Linked DNA regions of Capra hircus: region 2 is linked to region 1. A link is a contact called in public Hi-C data. All regions are on one chromosome and are shown on one strand. Each heading gives the region's core, a stretch centred on a gene start, on an enhancer-like site or on the middle of the called end of the contact. The rest is flanking DNA. Distances are from core to core; before and after follow the strand shown. Region 1 holds the start of LOC108637351 (basic salivary proline-rich protein 2-like). Region 2 has its middle 13 kb from the start of SNX5.

Region 1 (3,719 bases), core at 236-2,735:
GTTGCTGGTCTGCCTCATTTCATCCACATTTATTCTGTTATGTTCAAAGTGTTAGTTGCTCAGTTGTGTCCTACTCTTTGTGACCCCACGGACTGTATAGACCAGCAGGCTCCTCTGTCCATGGGATTTTCCAGGCAAGGATACTGGACTGGGTTGCTGTGTCCTCCCAGCTACTAAATAAACCAGTATTCCAATCATCAAATTGTTTGCATTCAACCACTTACATGGAATTTGGTGCTGTATCATCACTATAGCCTATTGACCTAGGGCCCCCTTTAGCAAAGAGCATAATTGCTCAAATGTGACTCAATGATTCAGGATTTATTTAAAACTCTCCCATCACCAAAAATATTCATGCACCAAGATACCAATCTAATCCCTTACTCTCTGTAGAGATGTTCAAAGGCACACTCCTAACTCTGAAAGGAAAGAGTTCTGTCACAGCACGGTACCTCCGGCTCTGCACACAGGACACAGTTTCTAGTCCCAGAAACACCCTTCTCATCCCCCTCTCTGGTCCTCCCCCCAACCCAATCTCAACTGGCCCAGAAACCCTGCATGGCTCCACCATCTGCCTCCAGCTTTCCTCCTTCACTTAAACAGAGAGGGATGTGGCATGTTTAGGACCTCAGAACTGGAAGCTTCTTCCTGGAAGGAACACGAACTGGCTGTCTGTGGCAGGGCTGACCTCTGGAGAGTTCACAAAGGAGTGGAGACGTCACCAGGACTTCCCGGTGTCGGCTTAAATGGAAGTCAGGACGACCCAGCACAAAGGACAGCATCAGGGGACGCAAGGTGCTCCCTAGCCACGTAGGTCGTGAGTAAAGCACACAGCTGCCCTTCTGGAAAGGCTGGACCAAAGACCTGAGTCTCTGGGGACATTCACCAGTCAAAAAGCTCTGTTAAGCTCTCTGGCTGTCCCCAACTCCAGAAAATGCCCAGACAGTTTCAGCACACCAGGCAAAACCTGGGAGGTTCCCAAGAGCCTGCAAAGTTTCATTTCCTTGGTGCTTCCTAGGCTGATGACCTCCGACCTCCAGGAGTTATTGCCAAACTGCCTTCGTTTGCACAAGGTCCCCGTATGTCGCAGCACCTACCAGGAGCCTGTCTGACCCCATTGTGAGTGGGTGGTTCTATCTCCAGGCCACAGATAAGGAAATCCGAGTTCAGAGAGGTTGAGAACCCTGAGCAAAGGGTCTGTGGCGTGGCACGGGGTGGGACCCAGATTCTGGGACGTGGCAAGGCTGCGTCTGCAGCGGGCTGGTTGGAGGCAAAACCAGACCCCACCTCCCTCCCGGCCTCTGAACACTCTAGAAACTCATGCAACAGTAACCTCTCACACCTGTGGCCCACTCCCACGCGTGCTGGGTCTCCAAGGCTTCTCTCTTCAGCAGCCCCTCTTTCCGACGTGGACCCGCACCCCGAAGTTTAAACAGCCTGGCCGACTCTCCACAACGCGGGCTTGCGGAAGCCAACCCCTTGACCATGATACCACCCAAGCTACCGATTTTTATCTGCCATCGGGGGAGGGCTCCCCGAGGCTTCCCAGATGCTGCACTGGAAAGCGCGGACCGCAGCCCGCCCTCCCCAGCCCAGAGCGAGGCTGGGTGCCCCGGGCAGGAGCCAGACCGGGTGCCAGCGCCGGGCGGCCGCGCCAGGGATGCCGCTTCCTCTGGGCCTGGCACTGCCGGCCCATTCATCGTCCCCGGCCGGGCGCCCTCGCGCCGGGTCCGCGCGGCCAGCCGGGAAAACGGCGCTCCCCGGCCCCGCCGCCAGGGGGAGCAGGGAGTCGCCTGCCACCCCTCCGGGAAGTTGCCACCGCGGCCCACCGGGCGTCTGGCCCTGGACGGTCCAGGTCCCCGCACGGCGGGCCACCCCCACCTCCGCGGCCCCGCACCCGCCCCGCCCCGTCGGCGCCGATCGGCCCAGCGGAGCCGGGGCCGCGGCCCGAAGTGAGCGCGCTCAGCCCCGGCCCCCATTCAATCCCGCCCCCTCTCCCCGCCGGCCTCCGCCGCCTTCCGCCCCCCCACCCCCAGCCCGGACTCCAGCCCGGCAACGTCATCCGGCCGCTTCCCGAAGCTTAACCCCTTCCTCTGCCAGCTGCGCGCCGCCCCGCCCCGCCGCCAACTTTCTTCGCCCAACTTCGGAGCTCGCGGGCCGGCCCGACGGCCAGGCAGAGACGAAGGGAAGGAGGGAGCGGCGGCCACGTCGCGCCGCGGGGCCGCGGCCGGTCCCGCCGACGGCGAGGACGTGGGGTTCACACAGCGGGCGCGCTCGGCCGACGCCCCCCCGCATGGGGTTCGGGCCCGGCACAACGCCACCCCCAACCCCGGGGCCCACCGGGACCCCCCCCTCGCCCAGGTCCGCGACCGCGGCGACGGCGGGCGGCACCGCCGCCGGGGGAGGGGCCGCCAAGGAGACGTGTCACTCCCGGCGCGGCCCGGCCCAGCCCGGCCCCGGCGCCCCGACGGCCCAGCCCGCGCGCCGCCGCCGCTGCTGCAGGGCCCGGCCAAGTTTCTTACCTGCAGCCGGAGACGCGGGAGGGAGAGCGAGAGGGCAGGAGCCGCCGCCGCCGCCGCGGAAGCGGGAGAGAGAGGAGCCGGCCAAGCCTCTGCCGAGAAGCCGCCCCCTAAGCAGCTGCAGGCGCCTCGATCCCGACGCTGCCCGCCCCGTCCGCCGTCCGCTCCGGCCGCTCGCTGGCTGCGTGCGCGCGTGTGGAGTCGTGGCACTTTCTGCCTCGGAGCTGGCGAACGGCCCCCTCCGCAGGGATCGCCGCCTCCTGCCTTCCCCACCCGGGCCAGCCATTCATCGAGCCGCCTTTCCCCATTGGCTCGCACCCCGCCACTCCGTCGGCCGCTGGCCAGTCAGAGCGCCGGCGGCCGAACCGCGGCGGCGCCCATTGGGCTAGGAGGCGGGCCTCCGCCTCGGCCAATGGGAGAGGGGAGGAGCTGCGGGGCGCCGCGGGGGCGGGGCCGGGGTAGGGGGCGGGGCGGGGGCGGGGCCGCGTGGTGCGGCGCTTGGCCCTGCGCGGGGCCGGGGCGAGGCGGGGCCGGGACGCTCGGCCACGCGCAAGGGAGGGGGCCCCGGCCGGCCCCGCCCACCGGGCGCCGACCCGGGCCAGGCTCTGGGCCGGCGGGGCCATGGAGGTTCGAATCCAGGCGGCGCTCCGCCCGCGCCCCTGGCCCGCTCCGGGCTGATGTGGCGGTGGGTGTCACCCTGAGCAGATGGTTGCGCAACACGGGAACCGTCAGGAGAAATGCTTCGTCTAAAAACCAGCTAACTTACCCCCGCAGCAGCGCCCCCTCCGGGCGCTGGATGAGAGGACAAGTCCTGCCGGCGGTCAGTCCCGAGAGGGCTCGTCCCTATGTTCATTGCAATTGGCCCCAGAAAGAATTTTCTCGAGTAAATGGAGGATCGAGGGCGGAAAGTCCAGACCATGCGCAGAGAAATGGAGGGCGGGCCTCAGTTGCACCCATTTTCAGAGTGGTTACATCGAGGCACAGTCCAGACCTCAGCTGGCAGCAAGGCCGCAATTGCAGTTCTGTTTATGACTGCAAGGAGATCCAACCAGTTCATCCTTTTCTAAAGGAAAGCAGTCCTGAATATTCATTGGAAGGACTGATACTGAAGCTGAAACTCCAGTCCTTGGCCATCTGATGTGAAGAACTGACATTAGAAAAGACCCTGATGCTGGGAAAGATTGAAGGCAGGAGGAGAAG
Region 2 (4,323 bases), core at 413-2,912, 220 kb after region 1:
CGCTCAGTCGTGTCCAGCTCTGCGACCCCATGGACTATAGAATCCATGGAATTCTCCAGGCCAGAATACTGGAGTGGGTAGCCTTTCCCTTCACCAGGGGATCTTCCCCATGCAGGGATCAAACCCAGGTCTCCCACATTGCAGACAGATTCTTTACCAGCTGAACCACAAAGGAAGCCTCTCAAGCAGCCTATATTCCTGTAATTTCCAAAGTCAGGAATCACGTGAGACTATTCAGAGTGTCCCAGCTGGTGTGGCCCCAGCCCCACCAAGCACCACCCTGGAGTTCAGAAGCCCAGACCCAGCAAGTTCTCTCTGGTGAAGATAGTCATACCCTGGACCTGTCATTCTGCACCCTGCGCTAGTTCAGTTCAGTCCCAAGCTAGTTCGGTTCAGTCATTCACCCATGTCTGAGTCTTTGTGACCCCATGGACTATAGCACGCCAGGCCTCCCTGTCCATCACCAACTCCCGGAATTTACTCAAACTCATGTCCATTGGGTTGGTGATGCCATTCAACCATCTCATCCTCTCTTGTCCCCTTCTCCCGCCTTCAATCTTTCCCAGCATCAGGGTCTTTTCCACTAAATCAGCTCTTCACCTCAGGTGGCCACAGTATTAGAGTTTCAGTTTCAGCATCAGTCCTTCCAATGAACACCCAGGACTGATCTCCTTTAGGATGGACTGGTTTGATCTCCTTGCAGTCCAAGGGACTCTCAAGAGTCTTCTCCAACACCACGGTTCAAAAGCATCTGTTCTTCAGTGCTCAGCTTTCTTTATGGTCCAACTCTCACATCCATACATGACTACTGGAAAAACCATAGATTTGACTATATGGAACTTTGTTGGTAAAGTAATGTCTCTGCTTTTTAATACGCTGTCTAGGTTGACCATAGCTTTTCTTCCAGGGAGCAAGTGTCTTAATTTCATTGCTGCAGTCACTGTTTGAGTGATTTTGGAGCCCAAGAAAATAAAAGTCTGTCACTGTTTCCATTGTTTCCCCATCTGTTTGCCATGAAGTGATGGGACCAGATGCCATGGTCTTAGTGTTTTGAATGTTGAGTTTTAAGCCAGCTTTTTCACTCTTTCACTTTCATCAGGAGGCTCTTTAGTTCCTGTTTGCTTTCTGCCATAAGAGTGGTATCATCTGCGTATCTGAGATTACTGATATTCCCCCTGCAATCTTGATTCCAGCTTGTGCTTCATCCAGTCCAGCGTTTTGCATGATATACTCTGCATATAAGTTAAATAAGCAGGGTGACAACATACAGCCTTGACGTATTCCTTTCTCAATTTGGAACCAGTTCGTTGTTCCATGTCCGGTTCTACCTATTGCTTCTTGACCTGCATACAGATTTCTCAGGAGGCAGGTAAGGTAGTCTGGTAGCCCCATCTCTTGAAGAATTTTCCACAGTTTGTTGAGATCCATACAGTCAAAGGCTTTAGCATAGTCAACGAAGCAGAAGTAGATGTTTTTCTGGCGGTCTCTTGCTTTTTCTATAATCCAGCGGATGTTGGCAATTTGCTCCCAAGCTAAGGTGGCACCAATTGTGCCATGAAGGACCCTCAATCTGCCCAGGAAGCCCTGCTGGGGGCAAGGACAATTACAGCCTCCCTGCAGCCCCCACCCCTCAGCCTCCCCAGTGATGGATGCTCAGCCCTGGGGGTGCGGGGGCGTCAAGCGAAATGCAGTTTCACTGCCGAGGCTCAGAAGAGCACATCTAAGGAGCCACAGCTTTTCAAGAGTCGCTGTGGCTGTCACCGGTGTCTGGATTCCTCCTGCTCCCAAGTGTGACGTGGCATATTAAACTCCAGTGAAGTGAAACAGGACTTGCAGCAAGGAGAGAGTCTAATTGAGGATAATTCAAACATTTTGAAAAGGAGGTGCAGATAGCTCTCACAAAAGTGCAGAACAGCCAAACTGCCCTGAGCTTTGAGAGCATCCAATAGATGCAAAGCTATCTGCTCAAAAACTATTCCCCTTTTTCATCTGCAATCCTACACTTTTTTTTTTTTTTTTTTGGCCTGTGGCTTGTGGAATCTTAGTTCCCTGACCAGGGATTGAACCCAAGCCCTGGCACTGAAAGTGCAGAATCCTAACCACTGTACCACTGGGAAACTCCCTATGCCTTATTATTATTAATGCATTTAGCAGCTAGCAAAAGCTCCATGGTGGCACTGAAAGCCAAATTTCAATTTTTTAGCCCCCTCAGACTTGGCTTCTCGCTCAGAGCCATTAGCCCCCCTTAATCTGGGACCATTAACCTCTATAAACCTCTTCCAGTTCTAGGAAAGCTTGTCAACAAAATCCAACATAACGATTTTCGTAAGCATTCACCCTAGTGAATACAGGAAGCAGGTTAGTCCTAAGTCATTGTGTTTCTAGGTAGCCCGTTTGCATGGAGGATCCCATGGACAGAGGAGCCTGGCAGGCTACACTCCATGGGGTCACAAAGAGTCGGACACGACTGAGAGCACATAAAGTCATTCTTATTTAATTTGCCTACAGGCTTTAGAAGGAGTTGGAGGGGATAATTTGTTTTAATCACTGATCTTTCCACCTAAGCAATGATACATTTGATTATAACCTACCCCACCGTCCTCCTACACACAAAAACCAAAGCAAGGTAGGTTGGACCTTTTATGTTTTAAGAAATACCGTAGTCGTTTGGAGTTGTTGCCTAAGGAGAAACACTGCCTTAAATCAAACCAATCAGTTACTAAGTAAAAGACAGAAGTGACTCTCCTGGGTTCCCACCACCTCCTTCCTTTCCTTCCAGGTTAACAAGATGTCCTGGCTGGCATCTAACCACTCAGCTTGAAAGCTATTTACACTAAAGAGAATTTCTAGGGAGACCACCTTATGTGAGCAAAGGCTTCCCTGGTGTCTTGACAATCATAGCTGTCAGGTTTAAGAAATGCATTTGTGAAGATCAATCATAAAACACTATTTGGAGTTAGAGTGGGATTTGAGATTTTTCCTTTTTGCTCAAGAGGTTTAGGGAGGGAGATGGGGAGACGGAGAGAAAAAAATAATAGGCATTACACATAAAAGCCCTTCTCCTTAATCCTGTTTCCCTCTCCCTTGCGATGTGTGTATGCCTGTTAAGTCACTTTAGTCGTGTCCGACTCTTTGCAACCCCATGGACTGTAGCCTGCCAGGCTCCTCTGTCCAAGGGACTCTCCAGGCAAGAATAGTGGAATGGGTAGCCATTCCCTTCTACAGGGGATCTTCCTGACCCAGGGATAGAACTTGGGTCTCTGGCATTGCAGGTAGATTCTTGAACCGTCTGAACCACCAGGGAAGCCTCCATCATAAACAAACACCGTTATAAATTTGGTGCGTTCTCTTTCTAGCATGTCCTTTTGCAGTCTTAAAACTTACACCTGTGCTGGTCTCCATGCATAACAGGCAGTTGTGCTTTCTGTGTTGGTTTCTACCTCTGTCTCAACACGAGTCTCAAAACCATCCAGGTTGATGGCCCTAAATCCAGCACAGGGCCGGCAGCCACTCTGCATGTCCCCTCCTACTTCACAGTCTCACCCATGAGCTGTTAGACTGTTCTCTCCCGCCGACAGCGCTGCAGTGAGCACGCCCACGTGTGCCTACAGGACACGCGAGGCACATGCAGTGCAGCGGAAGCAGATGTGGGTCTTGGCCCTGCCACTTACCAGCTCTGTGACCTTGGGCAAGTTACCTGACCTCTCTGTGGCTGACTTCCTCATTTGTAAGTTGACGGGAAATGAGAGCATTTCTTTGAGCTGTGCAGATTAAATGTGGCTGCATGCCTGGCACACGACAGGCTTCATCTTCATCAAGATAAGGCCTGCCGTGTCCACCGGATCCCCATCGTGCCCGGCGTGAGCGTCACTGCCCAGTTCCACCACCACTGTGATGTCAGCTCCAGCTCCCACCATGCTGTCTTTTCAGTCGTATCCAACTCATGGAGACCCCGTGGATTGTAGCCCTCCAGGCTCCTCTGTCCATAGAATTCTCCAGGCAAGAATACTGGAGTGGGTTGCCATTTCCTGCTCCAGAGATCTTCCTGACCCAAGGATCGAACCCTCGGCTCTTAATGTCTCCTGCATTGGCAGGTGGATTCTTTACCACTAGCGCCACCTGGGAAGCCCTTCCCGCTCCCACCAGTGCTGCTGAAGTGTCCTGCTTTTCTGCATCTTCACTATTAAGAGCATGTAACATGCTAACACAATGGGGTGAAAATTTTTACTTTATAGCTTCAAAAGTGTTATTGCTTGAATTGTCATTTGTGTCGCTAAGTCGTGTCCAACTGCAACCCCAATAAATGTAGCCAGCCGCTAAGTC

The links. A called contact is a pair of places that touch in the nucleus more often than the background predicts.
Region 2: a contact with region 1 is called in a Hi-C map of blood, with 3 times the contacts expected there. The contact joins the enhancer-like site here to the promoter of LOC108637351 in region 1. A contact is called at or near these places in 2 of 5 Hi-C or Micro-C datasets (both in blood).

The regions. Positions count from the first base shown.
Region 1 is chr13:37,478,354-37,482,072 of ARS1.2, forward strand. It overlaps LOC108637351 (basic salivary proline-rich protein 2-like), which reads left to right and starts at 1,486. Exons shown (of 3, transcript XM_018056854.1): 1 at 1,486-1,952; 2 at 2,037-2,704; 3 at 2,767-2,981. The coding sequence starts at 1,486. The coding sequence ends at 2,981. It overlaps RRBP1 (ribosome-binding protein 1), which reads right to left and starts at 2,791. Exons shown (of 23, transcript XM_018057226.1): 1 at 2,523-2,791.
Region 2 is chr13:37,696,714-37,701,036 of ARS1.2, forward strand. No RefSeq gene overlaps it. Among named protein-coding and RNA genes, the nearest start is that of SNX5, 13 kb to the left of the region's middle. Within about 2 kb of position 1,663, at least 1 of the 5 cell types and tissues checked has an H3K27ac peak or open chromatin away from gene starts, as enhancers often do.